2 separate regions of the Rattus norvegicus genome follow, and region 1 is linked to region 2. The links are chromatin contacts, called in public HiChIP or PLAC-seq maps. All regions are on one chromosome and are shown on one strand. The core of a region is the stretch at or near the end of the contact, and the rest is flanking DNA. Distances in the headings are between cores, read along the strand shown.

What was found. HiChIP or PLAC-seq counts read pairs in DNA pulled down with a chosen protein or histone mark.
Region 1: a contact with region 2 is called in an H3K27ac HiChIP or PLAC-seq map of oligodendrocytes, with 5 times the contacts expected there. The contact joins two enhancer-like sites. A contact is called at or near these places in 5 of 12 Hi-C or Micro-C datasets (the A7r5 cell line, Schwann cells, frontal cortex and 2 more) and 1 of 1 datasets of contacts at active chromatin or transcription factors (oligodendrocytes).

The regions. Positions count from the first base shown.
Region 1 is chr8:87,662,698-87,667,162 of GRCr8, forward strand. No RefSeq gene overlaps it. Among named protein-coding and RNA genes, the nearest start is that of Elovl5, 6.2 kb to the right of the region's middle. Within about 2 kb of position 1,539, at least 89 of the 93 cell types and tissues checked have an H3K27ac peak or open chromatin away from gene starts, as enhancers often do.
Region 2 is chr8:87,556,991-87,561,019 of GRCr8, forward strand. No RefSeq gene overlaps it. Among named protein-coding and RNA genes, the nearest start is that of Gclc, 49 kb to the left of the region's middle. Within about 2 kb of position 2,076, at least 37 of the 93 cell types and tissues checked have an H3K27ac peak or open chromatin away from gene starts, as enhancers often do.

The DNA.
Region 1 (4,465 bases), core at 289-2,788, 110 kb after region 2:
TCTTTCCCCTTAATTTTAACCTGTAATGCTCCTTCCAAGTTTCTTGGGTCCCCATACTTCTTTCTTTGTACTTACAATGGCTACATCATGGCTGTCTTCCTTTACTAGTAATACACACCCTGGACTAACAGATCTCACCAAAGCGTTTCCAGTGACAGAATAGGCTTCTTTACTATCTCCTCTATGTGACCAAGCATACAGCAGGCAGCACATAATTGTAGCATCTGATAAAACATACTAAAAGTCTGATTACAACATTCTTCTTACACAGTGATCCTCCCATGAAGATTTATGGTCCTGTCACTACCAATATGTCACACAAAAAATAGGACATCTCTTTTTTTTTTTTTTTTTTTAATGTCAGGTTGGGGAGGTTGGGGTTATGTGCTGGGTAGTTTATGTCAACTTGACACAAGCTAGATTCATGGGAGAGGAGGAAACCTCAATTAAGAAAATGCCTCCCTAACATCGGGCTGTAGGCAAGCCTGTAGGGCATTTTCTTAATTAACGCTTGATGTGGGAGGGAAAAGCCCATCAGGGTTGAGCCACCCCTGGTCTGTAAGAAAGCAGGCTGGGCAAGCTATGTGAGGTAAGCCAGTAAGCAGTAATCAGCCATGGCCTCTGCCTCAGCTCCGCCTTCCAGGTTCCTGCCTTCACTTCTTCTAAAGATGAATTGTTGTTCGCAGCTGTGGGTGAAATAAACCCTTTCCTCCCTAAGTAGCTTTTGGTCACGGTGTTTCATCATAGCAACTGACCCTAAGGCAGGTTACAAACTGATTCATCAAGCCATATGTGACCTCGTCATTAAAAGCCTTGAACTCCCCCCCCCCCCCCTTGAAGGTTCTGGCTTGGAAACTGCTGTACTTTATAGAATTCTTAAGAAACACAATCTTCGATCCAAGAAAGAAGCGCTTGCACTTAGTCATATGCACCCTGCTGACCTACCCACCAAAAGCTTCCCTGAAGGGCTTCCCAAGTGGATTGTCAGTTCGTCATCTGCAAAAGGCATGGAAGTGCCACAACTCAGTTGCTTTCCAACTGTGGCACTTGCAGGATAAATTTCTGAGCTTGTTTCTACATCTAAAACTGGAGGTGATTAACTGAGAAGTAAAAACGTTAAGCAGTAGCTCACGATCCAACTGCTCTCTGTACCTTTAAGGTTTCCCCCACAGAGAGAAGGGAGGAAGGGAGTGACCCTTGGTTGACAAAAGAAAATGTAACTGTTTCCTCTTCCTGTCCAAAGCCGTTAGATCTCATAGCAGATAATCTCGGAAGGTCTTTGAAATATGCCGAGGGCATTTTCACCATCCCCGACCCGGGCCCACAGCCTACAAGGGCGTTAACAAGGCCTGGAGTCACCGGAGCAGGCGGGCATTCTCCGCAGGCATGGAGGGAGCTGCGGTCCGGATGCGTGTCCCCGCAGCAGCCTCCTCTCCCACGCTCCCGCGCCTCCCGCTCCGCCCGGGGCTGCACCTTCCTTTCCCCGCCTGGTGTGCACTGCTTGCCAGGTCCCCAGGGTCAGCGCGCGGCCGCGGAGGCCAGTGCCCCGGAGTAACCCCGCGGGCCCGCCCCTCAGCTCAGACTGCCCAGCTCGGCGCTGTGATTGGCGGGCGCCGCCGCGGGTGAATGGCGTGACCCCGCTCCCCCCATTCCCCGCCCACCCACAGCTCCGCGCCCCGGTTCTGGCCGGAAGTGAGGCCGAGGGGGTCCTGGAGGGTGCGCGGGTATGCGTCATTGAGACAGAGAGAGAGAGCCCGGGCCGGTGGGTCCCTCGGGCCACCCGCAGCGATCGCCCACCAGTACTAGCGCCTTGGAGCCTGGGCGGGGCCTCGCCGGGTTCCACTCCTGAACCTGGGCTGGCCTGGCTTGCAGCTGGCTGTTAAACACAGTATTTTGGACTCAGCCGTTTCTGCATGTCACATACAGACCTCAGTGAAGGAGGCCTCTGCCTTGGTGAAGTATGGAGGGTGAGAATCAGGAAGCAATATCATTACAGAGTGTAGGTGTGCTGAGAAAGAAGCAAACCAGAGTGTGGATTGGGCTTAGGCAGGATAGTGCCAACCTGGTGGGGCCTATGAGTTTAGAAAAGGAGCTGAAGATGGGGAGTACACGGGCTTTGACGCCTGGCTTTGCAGTGTTCTTTCCTCGTTCTCTCAACACTGAATTCTTACAGCATTTTAATTTTTTTTATTTGCTAAAAGTACATCACTTTTCATAACGTCTTGCTTATTATCTGAGTTCCCAGGAGTATAGCGGCTCCCCAAAGACCAGTCACTACATATGTACAGGATGTTTACTGCTGTCTAGATTTCCGGCTGGGTACAGAGGGCAATTTTTAAAATGAATAGCATATTTGTGAATATTTGCTGAAAATCAGTTCTATCTTTTTATGCTTATCCCACACACCCAGAGTAGCACCCCTTCTCCCTGCTCTTTGGAAGCCTTTCTTGAATATTTAACTACGACACAGCTTTCCACAGCATTCAGGCCCTCAAGCCTACTCTGACCCCATGAGCTACTGAAAGCGCAGAGTCCCACAGGTTGTTTGTGTTCAATGTTTGTGTTACCATGGTTACCAGCAATGTGTCCATCCATAGTAATAAGTGAAGAAAACAACAAGCAAATAAACAAAAACTCATAGCATGAATTGGAGACTCCCTAGGTCTTTTGTATCTTGAAACAGCCTACTGGATCTGATTTGCTCTTACGATCATGGAGAAAGTAAATGGTCTTCTTGAGATTGGAATGGTCTCTCTCTCTCTGTCTCTGTCTCTGTCTCTGTCTCTCTGTCTCTCTGTCTCTCTCTCTCTGTCTCTCTCTCTCTCTCTCTGTGTGTGTGTACTATGTGATGGTCTTCTACAAGTCTACTTCAATAAATATTCATTCCTTTTTGCTTTTTATGTACCTGGCCCAACAACATACTAGAAGTTTCTGCCCTTGAAGAAGAGCGATATTAGAAACAGGAAGTGATACAAGGGAGCACAGGGCTCTAGTTATGGGGAAAGGGGAAAAAGAAACATTTTGTTCTTCTTTACACTCTGTGAAGCAAAACAGAATGGAGAGGAAGATAAAAACGAAAAGATGAAATATAGGTGCATGGAAACTCTAAAGATGTTAACTTTTCCTGTCACTAAGCTGCACGGTAATAACATTGTATTCTTTACTTCCTGGTTTTAAACCGTTTACAACTGCTCCGAATTTATGCTCAGAAAGTGTTTAACGACTTGTACAGGACAGTATGCTATGTAATCATTTACATTGGAGACAATACAGCTCTTTGACATAAGGGACCGTGTGCATTTGGAAGAAAAGATGCCATGCAATCAAATGGCAGGCAGTAGTCTTCAGGAAATGATTAAGCTGGTGCTACAGAGATGGTTCAGTGGTTAATAACATGTGTTGCCTTTGGAGAGGAACTGGGGATGGTCCCCAACACTCCTATGGTGACTCAAACCCATCCCTCACTCCAGTTCCAGGGGGATCTGATGGCTTCTGTCCTCAGCGGGCACCAGGTACATACATGGTGCACATGCATACATCCGGGTAAAACACTCGTGAGTATAAAATAAAAAGAACTCACGTTTTTTAAAAAAAAAAAGTCAAGCTGCCTCAAAAACTTGTAAATTTTCACTTGAGTCTTAAGTGATGGAAAGTGAACTTGAGACTGTGAGAAATTGTGCTACACATGTAAGAGCATGTCTGATGGGTCGGGTGCACAAAAGCAAGGCTTTTCCCAATAGACTTTTTTCAGGTAACTAAATACCACATGACCTAGAGCAACTACACCCTTTAAGGCTAATTTTTAGGGAAATTGTTCTTTTAAATGCTAGAACAGGGAAATGATACCTCCAGCTCTAATAATATAAATCACTTTGAAAGGATACGTAGCCAGAGTTCATTCCCTAACTTCAGAAGCCACATCGCTACACCCTACTAGTTTACACAGCTAATGTTTAGCTAACAGTGAGCTTATCAACAGCCTTTATCTAATCTTTAGTCCTTGAATAGATTATTGAATTAAATAAATTAGTTTAAAAATTTATCTTAATAACCAGCAAACTAAAATCAGTGATAATCTGTCCTGGTTGAAAACACTTATTTCCATTTATGTAACAACTTTATTGAGATATGATTTATAAGTCACAAAATTCAGGCAAGTAAAGTCTATCCTCCAGCTCTTGCTCTTTGTTCTTCTCTGCTCTCTTCCCCTCTGTCCCTGTCCCTTCTCTCCCCATTCCCCACCCCTCTTTCCTCCACGTGCCCATGGCCAGCCTCCTTTCCTCTCCTCTCCTCTTCTTCTCTCATTAAACCTCTCCACGTGGGAAAAAAGCAGTTTATTCTCCAAGCATTTGAAGCAGTTCAGAGCTTCGAGAAGCCAGGACAAGACTTCATTTTTACCAACTGGTTTTGCAGCCATAGATATGCCACTTGAGTCTTCTATGGCTTTTTTTTTTTTTTTTTTTTT
Region 2 (4,029 bases), core at 826-3,325:
GATGGAATTGTTCCGTGAGTTGATTAAGATTGTGAATATGTGAGCCTACAAAAGAGACAGATCCATGTGTGGTGGCAATACACAGGAACAGTACAGGTGAGCCCTGGGAAGCCCACAGATGATACTGTGCAGTCTGGACAGCCACATACATTGGTAAATGGTGTTTGAGATTTAAAGATTTATTTATTTATTATATAAGAACACTGAAGCTGTCCTCAGACATACCAGAAGAGGACATCAGATCTCATTATAGATGGTTGTGAGCCACCATGTGGTTGCTGGGAATTGAACTCAGGACCTCTGGATGAGCAGTCAGTACACTAAACCACTGAGCCATCTCTCTAGTCTGTTATTCCTTTCTATAACTGGATTCGTCTATGATTATCTCTATTGATATTCACACTGGTTAATGAGTGATGTGCAATCCTAGATGCTTGACACACATCATCTCATTGGTCTTCCCTATAGCCTTCTGCAACAGGATATCACTATTTCCACCACTGGGAAGGGGGTGAACACAGAGTCGGATGAAGCAACTTTATAACTAGTCCAGTCTAAGGAGATCTTGACTGGTGATCATTGGTGATGTCTTGATGCTACATAAAGACCGCTGGGTGATTTGTGGAAAACCTTAGGTTCCGGTCACCCTTCCAGTGACCTACATTTTAATTTGAAAGTGACGTAAACACTTAGTTGGTTGCCCCATGAGGGGAGGCAGGGAAGGAGGGAGGGAGGGACGTATGTACTTTTATGATTTTCTGATACCAGAGGATCAAGCAAACAAAATACTATTTCATCCCCATTTTGGCAATGAGCATCAGTGTTGGCGCCATTACTTGTCTCTTCTAGCATCCCAAGGGGTTCTGGAGCATCCTCTCTAGCAGCATGCTGGGTGCTCACCTCCCCACAACACTCTGTCTTGCATAAAGGCTTTGCAGAGAGGCAAAGTCAGTGTTAGATAATAGCAACAGAGCAGTCCTTCACTGAATAATTTCCAAATACTAATGACTGAGACAGTCTGTGTTATTTAGTCAAGACAAACTTGGTGAAATGGGTTCTGTCATTGGGGTGTGTGTGTGTGTGTGTGTATGAGCACGCACGGGATAGCATGAACAACATGCTAACCCAGGGCCTCAGTAAGAACTCTACCGCTGAACTGGAGTGTAGTGGTCAGAGGTTCACTACACTTGTGGCTTAGAAGACTGAAATGTCTGGTTTGTAGGTTAAGCCAGGCTAATAGTCTTCCGTTGCTTTGAGAAACACAGAGAAAACCCACTCAGATTCTTTGGGCCTGTAGTTTCACAGGGTTCTGTCCACTTTGTTTCTGGACCATCATGAGACAGCATTATGTATGGCTGGGCATGTGCTAGAGCAAAACTACTCACCTCGTGGCAGGCAGAAAGCAGATAGTGTGAGCAGGGAAGAGGACAGACATAGCCTTCAATGGTACTCTTCCTGAGCAGGGGTGAGGGGAGACACAGCCTTCAATGACACTCTTCCTGAGCAGGGATGAGGGAAGACACAGCCTTCAATGGCACTCTTCCTGTAGCCTACTTCATCCAGCTAGGCACCATATGCTAATAGCCCTTTCATCTATGAACTCACCACCAGATTCCCCTACTTTCTGTAGATGAGTTTAGAACACTCCTGACCCAATCACCTCTCTGACTCCCCCACCCCCACCCTGTCCATTGCTACATTCGGGAGTCAAGCCTTCACTATATGGATCTTTGGAGACTCTTCATATTTAAAGTAATTCAGACACACATGCCGAAGCTACCTGCCCCTCTAAAGCCTTCCTGAAGGTAGGTTGTGTCCTTATGGTTCTTGAGCAATTATAAATTTAAATCTGATATTATTTGAATTGAGTAACATAACGTAAAATTAATGTGCTCAGTTTCGCTTCTGAAAATGGACATCTGAGACTAGAACAAAGCTTCCTAAGTACCTTGAAATTCCAGCAGTGGCCCCGTGATGGCAGTATAAGACTAGCGAATATACCTGCAGCCTTCCAGGATCCTGAACTCACCTACGGCAAAGGCAAAAACCCCAGAATCCTGTGAGATGCAAAATCAGGTTGACAAAGTGCCTCATGCATCTGGGTTATTAACCTCAGAAACAAAGAAATGCAGCTCGCTTTCCAGACAGAGAAAACAGTTTCTTATGGGAAAACAAAGCATCTACTTGGTGAGAGCACCCTTTTCATAAGTATTGGACAGCAGCCAGCGGCAAACACAATAGCCCTGTCTACAAATGTTTTTCCCATTTCCTCTGCCCCCTGAAAGCAAGCATTTGAGAATAAATAGTTCAGTTCTCTTTTCCTGGTTGGCCCCTATGGCTGTAAACAAAGGGACAACTGGACTATAGAAATGTCACATATTTTTCTTGGCTGTGTATGACCTTATGAACCCCTGCCTGGGAATTACACTAACAGCCAAAAAACATGATTCAGTCAAGGTCCTCAAAGCGCTTTATGGAGAGTAATGAATGTACCTCCCCAACCCCAAACATACCAGGCCATAAGCATTTGCTGAGTTATAGCCAAGTTCAAAAGACACTCAGCACGAATTGGGTCTTTGTTGTGGTAGTGGTTTGGTTCTTTAGCCATTGGAACCATTTATTGATCAACAGAATTAGCTCCTGTAGGTTTTGCTCTTTTACTTCATGACTCTTGGTCATGGCTGACAGGATTAGAGGCAAATGCCTAACGCAGGAGAGGCACCTCAGAGCCACTGAGGGTCTGTGCTTTGAGAGTGTCAGCACGCTGGCACAGGTTACTGCTTCCAGCCACGGGGAGACATTAAGGAGAAAGCCCCAGGACTCCTGAGGCTGAGTCAGGATTGCCCAACTTTCCATATATTCTGAAGGGCTGACAAATATCCTACCCAATAAATTTGTAAGTTAGTGTAAACTTCAAGTGAGGCTCTGCTGCATGCGATCTCCTGATAAAGGTATCATTTTTATGGACAAAGTTCAATGGGGTACAAAAAATTATACCCCACAGAATCTTCCTTGCTATCAAAATGAATAGATTCTCTGGAATTCAAACCTACTTTGTGACCCCATTTTTCCTCTTGTTCTCCATAAACATGGAAATGATAACATGGGGCTGGCCTGATGACATCACTGAAGCAGGGAATGTTCATCTGGCCAGGTGCCCAGCATAAGGTGCTCAGTTAACATGAACCTGAGCCCTGCCTGTATCATCTCTATAAAGAAAAAGAAGCAGCCAGGAAAACATTCTCCTTGGAGTCTGGACAAGCAATGGCGACTATTCTTGAACAAGGCATGGGAACTGTGAGACCAAAGCCCTTTTCTGCAGAGAAAGGGTGTCCCTCATGTGCTTGAAACCAATGGGGCATATGAGAAAGTCCTAGGGGACCTAAGGCCCATTGCTAGAGGGTAGGAGTGCACAGTAAATATATCCCTCCTAGTAGCCCCTCCTGGTACTGGTCTCTCCAAGGGTGGAGAAAATGTTTACCCCATCAACTCATTATCCTGAAGACATAGAAGCCTGGTGAAGTCAGTGAAGTCAGTGGGGGTGGCAAACAGAAAACCTCTGCTAATGGGAAAGTCAAGGTGGATCCCAGGATGCAAGCCCCCACTCTCTTTTACCTGTGGGTATCTTGTACTCTGCACTCACAGCCTTATGGGCATCTGTGGAGTCTACAAGGAGAACCACCATCTCAAGGTCACATGACATTGCTATCTCCTGCTCTCATCATTCAGAGGAACTGGGTGCTGCCATGCTGCCAGTGTGTTTAGAGAAGACACGGCGTCAGAGTGTCCAGCAACAGCTATGAGTTGACAAAAAAGAAAGGATTGTGCTATATTTAATTAATATAATAATTAACAGAATCTATTGTATTGTGCCCCCAGCTAACAGATTGGGAGACTACCCTAGGCAGTTCCCACTGCACCAAGATGGCGGTACGGAAGAGCAGGCTCTGTCTGACGAGCATCATTTCGGCAGTAGCTGGAGCAGCCCTGGGTCTTTTGATCTTGTAGGAGTCCTGGGAAACCAACTTT